Regions from separate parts of the Mus musculus genome. Here all the other regions are linked to region 1. Evidence: chromatin contacts called from public Hi-C and HiChIP or PLAC-seq data. All regions are on one chromosome and are shown on one strand. Each heading gives the region's core, a stretch centred on a gene start, on an enhancer-like site or on the middle of the called end of the contact. The rest is flanking DNA. Distances are from core to core; before and after follow the strand shown.

The links. Hi-C and Micro-C count contacts between places; a contact is called where the count stands out from the background. HiChIP or PLAC-seq counts read pairs in DNA pulled down with a chosen protein or histone mark.
Region 2: a contact with region 1 is called in an H3K27ac HiChIP or PLAC-seq map of trophoblast stem cells, with 4 times the contacts expected there. The contact joins the promoter of Zcchc2 here to the enhancer-like site in region 1. A contact is called at or near these places in 12 of 39 promoter capture datasets (the 3T3-L1 cell line, the C10 cell line, the HPC-7 cell line and 6 more), 1 of 15 datasets of contacts at CTCF or cohesin (large pre-B cells), 8 of 484 Hi-C or Micro-C datasets (the 3T3-L1 cell line, B cells, the HL-1 cell line and 5 more), 14 of 115 datasets of contacts at active chromatin or transcription factors (the NIH/3T3 cell line, T-cell acute lymphoblastic leukemia, bone marrow-derived macrophages and 10 more) and 4 of 9 other capture datasets (adipose tissue, embryonic stem cells, liver and 1 more).
Region 3: a contact with region 1 is called in a Hi-C map of bone marrow-derived macrophages, with 24 read pairs. The contact joins two enhancer-like sites. A contact is called at or near these places in 1 of 39 promoter capture datasets (the C10 cell line), 2 of 484 Hi-C or Micro-C datasets (bone marrow-derived macrophages and nephron progenitors), 5 of 115 datasets of contacts at active chromatin or transcription factors (bone marrow-derived macrophages, fibro-adipogenic progenitors, large pre-B cells and 2 more) and 2 of 9 other capture datasets (adipose tissue and liver).
Region 4: a contact with region 1 is called in a Hi-C map of bone marrow-derived macrophages, with 59 read pairs. The contact joins two enhancer-like sites. A contact is called at or near these places in 14 of 484 Hi-C or Micro-C datasets (CD4 T cells, CD8 T cells, ECoMG-derived neutrophils and 5 more) and 4 of 115 datasets of contacts at active chromatin or transcription factors (the HPC-7 cell line, cardiomyocytes, fibro-adipogenic progenitors and 1 more).

What each region holds. Positions count from the first base shown.
Region 1 is chr1:106,394,179-106,397,113 of GRCm38.p6, forward strand. It overlaps Phlpp1 (PH domain and leucine rich repeat protein phosphatase 1), which reads left to right. Exons shown (of 17, transcript NM_133821.3): 17 at 1-67. Among named protein-coding and RNA genes, the nearest start is that of Gm41928, 130 kb to the right of the region's middle. Within about 2 kb of position 1,518, at least 49 of the 459 cell types and tissues checked have an H3K27ac peak or open chromatin away from gene starts, as enhancers often do. A contact at or near this core is called in the HL-1 cell line, the NIH/3T3 cell line, T-cell acute lymphoblastic leukemia and 4 more, where this site is marked.
Region 2 is chr1:105,989,029-105,991,963 of GRCm38.p6, forward strand. Zcchc2 (zinc finger, CCHC domain containing 2) reads left to right here and starts at 1,378. Exons shown (of 14, transcript NM_001122676.1): 1 at 1,378-2,679. The coding sequence starts at 1,762. Gm7160 (predicted gene 7160) reads right to left here and starts at 1,254. Exons shown (of 3, transcript NR_151625.1): 1 at 1,144-1,254; 2 at 1-75.
Region 3 is chr1:106,018,589-106,021,523 of GRCm38.p6, forward strand. It overlaps Zcchc2 (zinc finger, CCHC domain containing 2), which reads left to right. Exons shown (of 14, transcript NM_001122676.1): 8 at 1,260-1,317. Among named protein-coding and RNA genes, the nearest start is that of Zcchc2, 30 kb to the left of the region's middle. Within about 2 kb of position 1,428, at least 41 of the 459 cell types and tissues checked have an H3K27ac peak or open chromatin away from gene starts, as enhancers often do. A contact at or near this core is called in bone marrow-derived macrophages, where this site is marked.
Region 4 is chr1:106,137,421-106,140,355 of GRCm38.p6, forward strand. No RefSeq gene overlaps it. Among named protein-coding and RNA genes, the nearest start is that of Gm20753, 33 kb to the right of the region's middle. Within about 2 kb of position 1,476, at least 3 of the 459 cell types and tissues checked have an H3K27ac peak or open chromatin away from gene starts, as enhancers often do. A contact at or near this core is called in bone marrow-derived macrophages, where this site is marked.

The sequences.
Region 1 (2,935 bases), core at 268-2,767:
ATGGAAGCAGAATGCCCAAATGGACATGTCGTAATTTTTGTTATAATAAATATGAAATTTACAAGTACTGAATCTATCTGCTTTTGTCTCAGCATCCAGGTGTGTCTCACAGCCAAACCAGTTTAGGATTAGAAGGAATAGATGGGGGTGAGATTAACCAACATTATGGTTTGGGGTTTGTTTCCTTAATAGTCAAGTTCAGCTGCAGTGAATGAGGTAGTAGAATCGACCTTCTGGTCAACCGCACACACAGCTGTTGTTACCCTTTTCTTTTTATGATTATGCAAGGTAGTCCTCACTGGAAGAGAGGACTGGATGGGGACTGCATAGAGGAGAGCCCTGCAGAGAACCTGCAGACCTCCTACAGAACCAAGATGGGTTTCAGCTCTTCCAGGAGATCACGTGAACAGGTCCATGCACCTTCCATTGTAACTGTCAATTAAGAGCTGTATGTGGAAGGCAGGTGGCATCCCTGTTGTCTCCCTTCAGGTGTGCCCTCAGTAGTACTTGGCCAGCCCAGACTAATGGCCGAGCCCACAGAAGAAGAGGTAGCTCACTCCAGCACAGCACTGGACCCAGTAGCTGAAGAAACTGTGTTTCCCAAGTGTGGAAGAGGCCTTGTGCCTTCAACTGGAAGTCGAGTCATCCCAGGGGATGATCCTGCCTGACTCTCTAGCCCTTCCCTCCCTTACTGTGCATCATACCATGTGGGGCATAGGTCACATAGAAACCACACAACTTCCTAGTGCTCCCCAGTGCCTTATTTCCTGTCCAGCTTCCAAGTCATCAGTGCTTAAATCCCAACTCTGGGTAGAGTTCATCTTTGTGGAGGAGGCCTAGAGCACACAGTGTGACTCTTTCAGAGGGGTCAGAACCTGTGGAGGCTGGTGAACAGAGTCAGTACTTGTAGACTCCATGACAGCATCTGAGGCGGCTACACAGCAGAACCAGCAGACGTGGGAGAGAGCAGCAGGTTAGATGCTGTGTTTGTGCATCCACAGTCCTCTGGCATTTACATCTCTGTCCGTTCTGTCATTGAGACATTGTGCACATCACACGCGTGGAACTGTGGAGAGAGAAGTTCTTTTGGGGGACTTGGCAGTACATAGTACTGTAGAGGAGAAACTTTTATGTTGCATCCATGTGAAGGGACTAAAGAGGCACAGACATACTGGGAAGTCTCCATGCTCTTATGTAGGAGCCTCCGCAGTTATTTCCTAAGGTGAATTTATTCACTTCTGTTTACCAAGATACACTCTAATAGTGTATGTGAAGGTGCTTATAAATCTGAAGTGGATTTTGAGCTTTAAGTATTTTATTAATACTTGAAGACCCCTAAAGCCATGATGTCTGCACAGGAGAAAGGGTTGCCCTGAGGCTGATGACCTTGCTGGGGCCAGGACACCAGTTCCTGTCAGATCAGCCACCTACTAGCAGATACAGGCAGCCTCCAGGCTTCCTGCCCTTACCCATCAGGCCAATCTCTGGCCAGGGCCAGACTAGTGTGGCTGCTTTCTTTTGATTGCTTTTGTTATAGCACCACCTACTGGTGAGTAGTTTGGGGGCCAGGCCACCGACTCCATTTGGACTGAAGAAACTGTTTAGCAGTTTTCTTCATGGAATAGAAAGTAATCCTCACCACTAATTAAGTGTGGCAGAGATGCTGCATTAAATCCTAGCGTCTGTTGTACCTTGTACCAGTCTCTGCTTTACAATGTGGTATCATTGGTGACTACTTGGTTCCTATAATAGGAAATTTAAATAACATGCGACCAGAATTATAATCGATCCAGCATTTGTCTACCCTTGCCTTCCCTGGGGTTAGAAAACAAGGGAAAACAGAGAGCATTAATGGTATGCATGCAGTCTTACAGAGTAGATATGTGATGTCACTACTGGCTGTAACTAAGGGAGGGGGGAAAAAAGAAAAAAAAGCCCCATTGGCGTAATGTTGACTCTCATCAAAGGGTCTTGAGTCCTTCCCTGGTGCTAAGCAGAATAATCGCTGAAAAGTGGGGTTATATTATCTGTAACTGCCTCCCGAGTGACAGATCGGAAACTCACTAACGCCTTCCATGTAAGTTGTCACTATTCCAGCACAGAACTAGGCTGCTCAGAAATCCGGGAGCACGGCACAAATGCTTCAAGTGGCGAGTGGAAGAGAAGACTCACTTCTCTTGTGGGGGAGCAGACTCACTGTCGCTGGGGGAGCTCCCAATATCTGTCATTAAATACTACTAGTTTCTCTCTTTCAGTTCATCTCCGAAATTCCCATGTTGTGCAAATGACTCTAGGCCAACTGCTTTCGTCATTGTCATTGATCTGGCCTGTGCTGATATGGATCCCCATGTCTGATATATATGTGTTTGAAAATGTAAATGGCTCTAAAGCATCTGTGATAGCTTTGATTTGTTTTTTCTTATCCTAACCCCTACCTGCTATATCAATTGGATCAAAGTTCACACTAAACCTTGCTCAGGTAAAGGAAGGTAAGAGCCCTTCCAGGACCTCCATCTGATTTGCATGTTCACTCATCCTTAATCAACAATCCATGGCCATCTCAAAACCAGCACAGGACCTGAGGGGCCTGGCTGGGGTATGATCTTGAGACGCTTTGAGGGTCTAAGCCAGCGCCGTGTTGATACTAGATATACATAAATGTCTGAAAGCAGAATGCTCTCCCCTCAAAATGCCCCTCTTCCCTTCTTGAAGACATTGAACACATCAGGAAGAAATGGGCAAATGGCCCTTAAGCCCTGTTTTTTACTGTTCTGTTTCCTGGCCTCAATGTACATATAAATAATATGTATTGCATTTGTTGGCCTTTGGTTCATTTTGCTCAAAGAACACAAACAGAATGCTTCAAGAAAGGTCTCCCTCCTGCTTAAGCTGGAGCCTCACTTATTCTGATTCTCTAAGGACAGAAAGATCTTCT
Region 2 (2,935 bases), core at 128-2,627, 410 kb before region 1:
ATAAAATGTGCTGAGTAATTCTCCATCTCTCGGTTTTATCACGGAAGCTGATTTAGGGTTCAATTCAGTCTTATCCTAAATGATAAAGCCGCAGAGTTTGTGAGATAAAGGCGATTCTATACACTCTGTAGATGTCCCAACACTCTCAACGAGGGTTAGTGTGGCTTTTAATTTTCTCACGCTCCTACTTTGGTTATGTGGTATAAGTTCTTTATTTAAAACTGTCGGAAATTTTAAAAAGCAAACACACAAAGAAACTACTATTATGGACCCTCAAATAATAATAATAATAATAATAATAATAATAATAATAATAATCCTGTTTCCCCCGCCCCTGGGCACAAGATTTATATTTATTTACAATCATGGACTGACAAACAGCATGCCAAGAACTCTTGACCGGCAGTCAGGCTCCAGCACAAATGAGACAGGATGGTCCTGATGGCTCTGAGAGCAATCATGGCCCCTTGGGTTGGTTTGGTTTTTAAATTGATTTTTATGGTTGGGCTATACATATCACTGAAAGAGTCATAGGGAGGGCGGTGTCTACAAAACTTAAAAATGTAATATCGCTTAAAAACTTAAAACCCTGACAAGACAGTAACTTATTAAATTGTTTAAAAGAGTTACAGGAAATTCACACCAGCTCAAGAATTCCAAATGTTCACGGATAGGAACTAAAACGTAGGCAATAAGTGATTGCGCAAACCATAGATTTGGGGCAGGAGGGCGTCCTTAAACTTAACCTTGCAAGCCAGATGCAACCATTAGGCCAAGCACCCCCAGCAACAGGGTCCCCTCAGCCGGATACCCGGCCCAAAGCAGCACCTTGCAGCCAGCCTGAGCAAGGGCGCTCGCCGCCCAAAACCACTCTACATCCCGACCTAACTCCTGGATCTTCGTCCCAGCGTTCACACCAACGGTCCAGGTGAAGTTTTAGAATATGGTAATCTCCCGTGGCTGACTTTGGCGGAGTTCACGAGGCGGCAGGGGCTGGGAACCCACTTGGCGTGATCCAGGGCGGTGGCTGACGCGAAGATGGTCTGCAGCCACGGCACGGTCAGATCTCTCAAGAAAAACTAAGTCGATGTCCCTCCTCCCACGCGAACCTCGCCCACTTCTGCCGCTCCGGGCCAAGCTCACCTCGCCGTGGTCCGAAAGTCCCAAACCCACGTCCTCAGTCTGCTGGAACCCATCAAGCATTAGGACCGCGCGGGATGTGCCAGAGCCTTGCAGCATAGCAGGAGGTGGGCGTGGCTTCTCAGAGAGGGCGGCTCCCGGCGGGGAGGGGGGGGCAAACGAGAAGCTCGCGTCACGCCAGATCTAAACGTTGATTGGCTGGAGTGCGGTGCGCGGAGCCCGCCAGCGTCTCCGCCCAGCCCCGCTGCTCCTCCTCCTCCTCGCCAAGCCGCTCTGCCAGCGCCGGCTCGAGAGGGAACGGCTCAGGCCGTCACCGCCAGCCCCGTGCGGACGCGGAAAGGCGGAAGGAGGACGCGCTCGTCGACTTGCTCCTCCCGCACCGGACTCCCCAGCGGGCACAGAGCCCAGGGGAGGAGCCGTCGCGGTCACGCCCCGCCTCCCGCCGGGACGAAGCTGCCGGCCGGCCACCGCCCCCCGTCCCCGGTCGGCGAGACCCGCCCCCGGCCCGCCCCGGCGGCATGGAGGGGCAACGTTCTTGACGGCCGTGCCGCCGCCCGGGCGCTCGGCTCCTCCCGCCGCCCCCGCTCCCTCGCTCGCATGTCCGCACCGCCTTAGCTGAGGATGCTGAGGATGAAGCTGCCACCGAAGTCGACGCACCCCAGCGAGCCGCCGCCCGACGCGGAGGAGCCCGAGGCGGACGCGCGGCCGGGCGCAAAGGCTCCGCTGCGCCGCCGCCGCGACTGCCGCCCGCCGCCGCCGCCCACGGGCCTGCCGCGGGGACCCCCGCCGCCGCCGTCGCCGCCCCGGGGGCTCGAGCCGCCTGTTGCTAGCGGGCCGACGGCGGGCGCGGGCATGCCGGGCGGCGGCGGGCACGCGGCGGCGCTGCGCGAACAGGAGCGGGTGTATGAGTGGTTCGGGCTGGTGCTGGGCTCGGCGCAGCGCCTTGAGTTCATGTGCGGGCTGCTGGACCTGTGCAACCCGCTGGAGCTGCGCTTTCTCGGCTCGTGCCTGGAGGACTTGGCGCGCAAGGACTACCACTACCTGCGCGACTCGGAGGCGAAGGCCAACGGCCTCTCGGACCCAGGGTCGCTGGCCGATTTCCGAGAGCCCGCCGTGCGCTCGCGCCTCATCGTATACCTAGCGCTGCTGGGCTCGGAGAACAGAGAGGCCGCTGGCCGCCTGCACCGCCTCCTGCCCCAGGTGGACGCGGTGCTCAGAAGCCTGCGCGCGACTCGAGCCGAGGGCTCGCGGGGCAGCGTGGAGGACGAGCCGAGTGGCGATGGCGAGCAGGACGCGGAGAAGGACGGCCCCGGCCCGGAAGGCAGTGGCTGCGCCAAGCTCGGGACTGGAGGCGGGCTCGGCTTCAGGGCCCAAGAGGAACTGCTGCTGCTGTTCACCATGGCTTCGCTGCACCCGGCTTTCTCCTTCCACCAGCGGGTCACCCTGAGGGAGCACCTGGAGAGGCTCCGCAGCGCACTCCGGGTGGAGCCGGAGGACGCGGAGGTGGAGCCCAGCAACTTTGCGGGCTCCAGGGCCCAGGTAAGGTGCGAAGAAGTGCAGTCGCAGCTCCGGCCTCCGCCTCGGCGGGCCTCAGAATCCAGCTCTGACCCCAGCCTCATGCAGGTGTCTCGGAATAACCACTCCGCGGCTCTCAGCCATGGGTAGTCATCGTCATTTTCTTGGGTGGCTCATTTCCAGTCACCCACATGCACATTGAGCCACCCGCCATAACAGAATGCTCTAGAATTCTCTTCTGATGTGCACGAGTTATCACGGAAGACTGGAGCTCCCTGAC
Region 3 (2,935 bases), core at 178-2,677, 380 kb before region 1:
AGGTTTTGTTCAATAAGATGGATCATGACCATACATTTGATTAATCTAAGCAAGAACTTAGTATATGACCGAAGAGCCTGGATACTTAGAAGACAGTCTACAGATGATATACTAGCAGGGTGTTGACAAGAAGATGACAAATTGCTCGAAGTAGGAGGATTTTTCTGCAGTAGATCAGTCAGTGATATCATCATGGGATGATGTGAATCAGTGGAGAATTTATTCCAACATGTGAGTAAAATGGAGCATAGGAAATATATGATGAAACCCTCAAGCCAATAGGCACACAGCCTCCCAGGTAATTGAGAAAGTGAAGGACAGGGCCAAGACACCACTGCACGCACATTCATCAGACCAGTAAGCCGTTTTCACATCTGATGTCCAGGATATGACAGTAGGAGCTCAGACGTTATGGATGAGATGTTAATTGGCGCGTGTGTTTGCACAGACCACATGGCATGATGCAGTGAAGCTGGAGATCATGGCTACTACCTGCTGATTCAGCATCTATGAAATTAGACCATGTGCTGGCTGCACCAGGGTTTGTAGTGACAAATACCAGGGAGTCACCTGAATGTTTCAACTAAGTAGTCTCAGTAGACATACTAAGTATATCTGCTGGGCAGCAGTTAGAATAAAGCCCGCCATAGCCCTCTGTGAGTTTATGAATGTACTCACATGCACAGGTGGTTAAAATGGAGCTTTCGCTATAGTGTTTCAGCAAGTTAGGTAATAGTTAACTTCTGTGGAGGGGAGCAGGGGAGTAAAGGGTGACCTGTAGTCAGATCTCATACATCATTTCTTTTTTAGAGTAACTTGAGAGTGATCTTGTGGACTTTTAAAAATATTGAAAATTTTAATAGAAATAGTTTTACCTGAAGTAAATTCAGTTTGAAGTAACACGCTCACGTTAAAATTGCATAATTTTGAGTAAGATTGGTGTGCACATTTGAGGTAATTCAATAGTGTATTAGGCAATTGAAGATTTGTTATGGTATCTTCTGTAAGCTTGGTATGGTAATGCACACAGTAATCCTGGCACCCCGGAGGATGAAGCCAGGAGTTGGATTTGAGGTCAGCCTGGACCATATAGTAGACCTTGTCTCACAGAAACAAGTGGAAGTGCCCTGTGTGCTGGGAGCTAGGTCAGAGCTGGGCAGGAGCCCTCCAGCTGCGTCAGTCAGCACGAGCATCCTTTCAGTGCTTTGCTGTAGCACATAGTGTCCTGAATTAATTCACTCTTCTTTCTCCCACCCTAGATGTGTTACAGCACACCATCATCCACAAGAAACATGCTGGGAAAAGTCCCGCTCTGAAGTAGGTATCTAACTTCTAAAGTGTAAATGCCTTTGTACACCTTACACTCAGTCAGTGTTTAGTCAACTTCTCACCTGTGTGCTGTCTGGGAGTCTGCCATTTTCCTCTCGGGTGGGTTTTTTGTTTTGCTTTCTTTTCAGTTGCCGTGCGTGCTGTTTCCCTTTTGTCCCCTTCCTTCCTGCCCTTTGGGGAAGTTCTTTTGTGGCAGCCTTCAGAGTTACATACTGAATTTTATTCTTGTAGCTGCCCCCAAAATTGCAGTGTGTCTTTCACCTCTTAACGGGTAACATAAATTCATAGACAGTTTGTGCTTGCACGATTCCTTGAGTACTCTAAGGGACTCAGGTCACTGTATTGCTTTTGCCTGGGTTACAGTCATCCTGCATTTTCATTGTCTTCATAGTTTTAAATTGTGGCACTGTTTTCCAGCATTCATTTAGATCTCTTTCTGCTGTCTTGTCCCTCAGCATCCACCTATGATGGTTTCCCTTTTAAATGAATGCAGTTAGGGTGTGTGTGTGTTTGTGTGTGTGTGTGTGTGTGTGTGTGTGTGTGTGTGTGTGTGTATACACTTTGTATTACTGTGTATTGTACTGTGTATTATTGTGCTCACAAATCAAAGCCATCTACCACTGAGCTGTGCTTAGCTGAGTGAGTCTTGGTTGGCATTTCTTTTCTGCTGCCTCTTTGAAGCTGTAACTGACAGTCTTCTGGCTGTGTAGTTTTCATCTGCTGTGTGCCACCCCGTTGGCCTATCTCTGACACCTGATGTCTCTGGCAGATCAAATTGTTGATGTGATTTCTAGCTTACTAGTACTGCCCCTCATCTAAATGCCACAAGCGTTCTGCTCTTTTAGTCAGGACCCTCCTATGGGCAGCTGCTTTCTTTCTTTCTTTGTAGATGAGCTTGGGACTCCTTTGCTTGTGGCAGCCCTGGTTCCTCCTCTCTCCTGGGACTGAAGCCCTCCCTTCTCTGATCCACTCTTAGAGCTGTTCTTTCGGTAGCCTTTCCTCCTAGAGCCTTTGAGCTTTTCTCTGTTGTCCGTGATGGACTTTGTAGCTGTTTGCATTACTTGTGCTTCTAAACTCTGTAACTTTCTATATTTTGACTTTAGAAAGTTCTCAGCTTATGTCTTCAGATAGTCAGTTTCTGTTCTCTGAAGCCGTCTTGTAAGAGTCCCCGAGGTCCTTGTGTGTGGGCTGCTCACACATCCATCCCACTTGTCTCTTAGGTTTTTATGTTCCATCCTTTTGTCCTTCAGTGTAGCTTCTTCAGACCAAGCTTGTTATCAGCTCTTTCCCTCAGTTTCCCATCTGTTGAATTCTTACACTGGCTTCATAGTTGAAGACTTTACATTTGGTTCTTTCAGTGACTTGGCAGAACTCTCTGTCTTCCCAAAGTGTAAACCCAATAACTTCATCCTCTGCATTATTTAGGCCGTGGGGGGTTTCCAGTCACATTAGGTTGATCCTTCATAAACCTAATTGTACAGTTCCTCGCTCGGCAGCCCCTGCTGATCCAGGCTCTGCAGCCCCTCTGTTGATTGGACTGCAGGTGAAGCAGGGACACCCAGTCACAGGACACTAATGGCAAATGTACACGTGCTGCCACTCTCTA
Region 4 (2,935 bases), core at 226-2,725, 260 kb before region 1:
AGTTTAGGAGATCATTTGCCATAATCTTTCCACTTCCTTGGCAAGCTTGGGCTTGATCTGCTCAATCGTGTCTCTGCTTTCTGAGATCTGAAGCTAGGTTGTAGGCTTCAGAGCTAGCACATCCTTTACTATCAACATATGACATTGTAACCTTCCCTCTGAACTCTTACTAGCATGTTGTGTTTTGTTTTCAACTCATTTTCAAATATTGGAATCTCCTTTGTGCTCTCCTCTTTGCTTCCTTTTTCTTTAGGTCTTTTGTTAGCTGGGCATGGTGGCTCCTGCCTATAAACCCAGCACTAGGAGGCTGAAACAGGAGGATTGCCATAAGTCTGTGGTCAGACTGAGCTACAGAGTAACGCCTTGTCTCAAATAAATTTCTATTATTTCCTATATATGAGTGATATTTGCAGTTTCCCTTCTGTCATTGATACTTTCCCACCTGTGGTAGCTCAGGAAACTGCTTTCACTATTTTACTATTTAAGACATGTAGCGATTGTTTTGTGGTCTAACTTGTGACCTGCGATGGGAAGCATGAGTATTCAGCTGGATTTGGTGTTATCATTTATAGTGAGATATAGTTATAGCCCTGTGTTTCCTCACAGCTCTTGGTAGGATGTTCTACCCATTGGGGGGTGGTGGTAGTGAGAGGGGCTGAAGAGATGGCTCTGTGGTTAAGAGCACTGACTGCTCTTCCAAAGGTCATGAGTTCAATTCCCAGTAACCACATGGTAGCTCACAACCATCTGTAATGGAATCTGACGTCCTTTTCTGGTGTGCCTGAGACAACTACAGTGTACTAGCAAATATAAAATAAATATTTTTTTTAAAAGAAAGTTGTTCTGGTAGTTCATGAAAACCTCTTCCAGCTGTACATCCTTTAGGTTCCACAAGTGTGTGGCATCTATATCTACCATTACACTATCATACAGAACAGCATCTGTGCTGTTTAATTAGCACAGAATACCTAATAACAATTTAAAGGAAGAAGGGTTTCTTGTGACTCCTAGTTGAGAAAGAACAGTCTGTTATAGGGAAAAGAGCATGCCAGCTGAATATTCTTGCTCCACTATGGAAAGAGTATATAGTAGCTAACTGTCACATGGTGACGACCAGGAAGAAGAGGTTTCTATAAGCCTGCCTATAAGGCCTGCCCTGAAAGTCACCCACTTCTATCTCGCATTTACCTCCTATATGTTCCATCATCCAGGAACCAGGGGTTCAAGCCTTTGGGAACATTTTACAGCCCCATATAGCAGTGACTGTATTAATTTCTGCTGTGATAAAACACTGACCAAAGGCAACTTAAGGAAGCGTTTACTTTGGTTTTCAGTTCTACAGAGCTAGAGTTCATAGTGGCAGGAGAGACATGGTGGCAGGAACAGGGAGCTGAGAAATTGTGTCCCAACTGCACACACAGGAAGCAGAGACAGCAAACTGGAAGCAAAGCAAGGCTTTAAACCCTTCAAATCCTTCCACTCCACCCCCCCACTCACTTCCCCCAGCAAGGCTCCGCCCACTAAAGGTAGTGTGACCTCCCAACTAGGGAAAGTTTTCAAATGCATAAGCCTATGGAGGAGATTTCTCATTCAAAACCACCACAGTTGTTTAATCTCTTTGGAATAAAGTGCTATTTAGTGTACACACATTAATATGTGCCATATATACTGTGTGTTGGATGTATATTTACTAAATCTCCAAGACTCCTACTTCTGCCATTTTGCTAGTTGTTTGGATGTAATTTTTCTTCACCCTCAATTCCTTCCATACTGCTTTCTTTTGTGTTTAACTGATTTCTCTTATAGTTGACCTTTTTATTTTTCTCCTTAATTCCTGTTTTGTAATCTTTGTGGTTATTTTCTAAGTGGCTGCCTTGTGTGAGGAAGAACAGACAAAAGAGAAGTTAGGAGAGACAACTGGGAATGGTTGTGAGAAACACTTCCAACAGAAAACAGCACACTGTTGGTCACTGTGGCTGTCTGAAAGGGCAGAGTCTGTGTGTTGACTGATTTCCCTGAGGTAGGTCTCATATAGCTCAGGCTGGCCCTGCTCTCCACTCCATAGCTGAAGCTGCTCTTGAGTGCTGTGTTTGTTTGCCTATCTCCTTTACCTCGTAAATGCTGTGGTTACAGATGTGGGCTGCTACACCCAGAGGAAAATCCTGCATTTAAAACAGATTTGAAGAGTAACATTGTGATGGTTTGTATATGCTCCGCCCAGGGAGTGGCACTATTAGAGCGTGTGGCCTTGTTGGAGTAGGTGTGTCACTGTGGACGTGGGCTTTAAGACCCTCATCCTAGCTGCCTGGAAGTCAGTATTCTGCTAGCAGCCTTCAGGTGAAGATGTAGAACTCTCAGCTCTGCCTGCACCATGCCTGCCTGCATGCTGCCATGCCCCAACCTTGATGATAATGGACTGAACCTCTGAACCTGCAAGCCAGCCCCAATTAAATGTTGTCCTTTATAAGAATTGCCTTGGTCATGGTGTCTGTGCACACAATAAAACCTTGACTAAGACAAACATTTAAATTTTATGTAAAATTTAAGCTGGAAAGGAGACCATCTTCAATGTACAATGACTGAAAATTTAAAAAAAATACTGTTTTACATAGTAAAATTCTATTTTACATAATGAAATCTATTTTTTTCAGAGAGTAAAATGTACTAACATAGATGGTCATTTTTTTTATTTCGTATTTTCCTCAATGACATTTCCAATGCTATCCCAAAAGTCCCCCATACCCTCCCCCCCACTTCCCTACCCACCCATTCTCATTTTTTTTTTGGCCCTGGCGTTCCCCTGTACTGGGGCATATAAAGTTTGTGTGTCCGATGGGCCTCTCTTTCCAGTGATGGCCGACTAGGCCATCTTTTGATACATATGCAGCTAGAGACAAGGGCTCCGGGGTACTGGTTAGTTCATAATGTTGTTGCA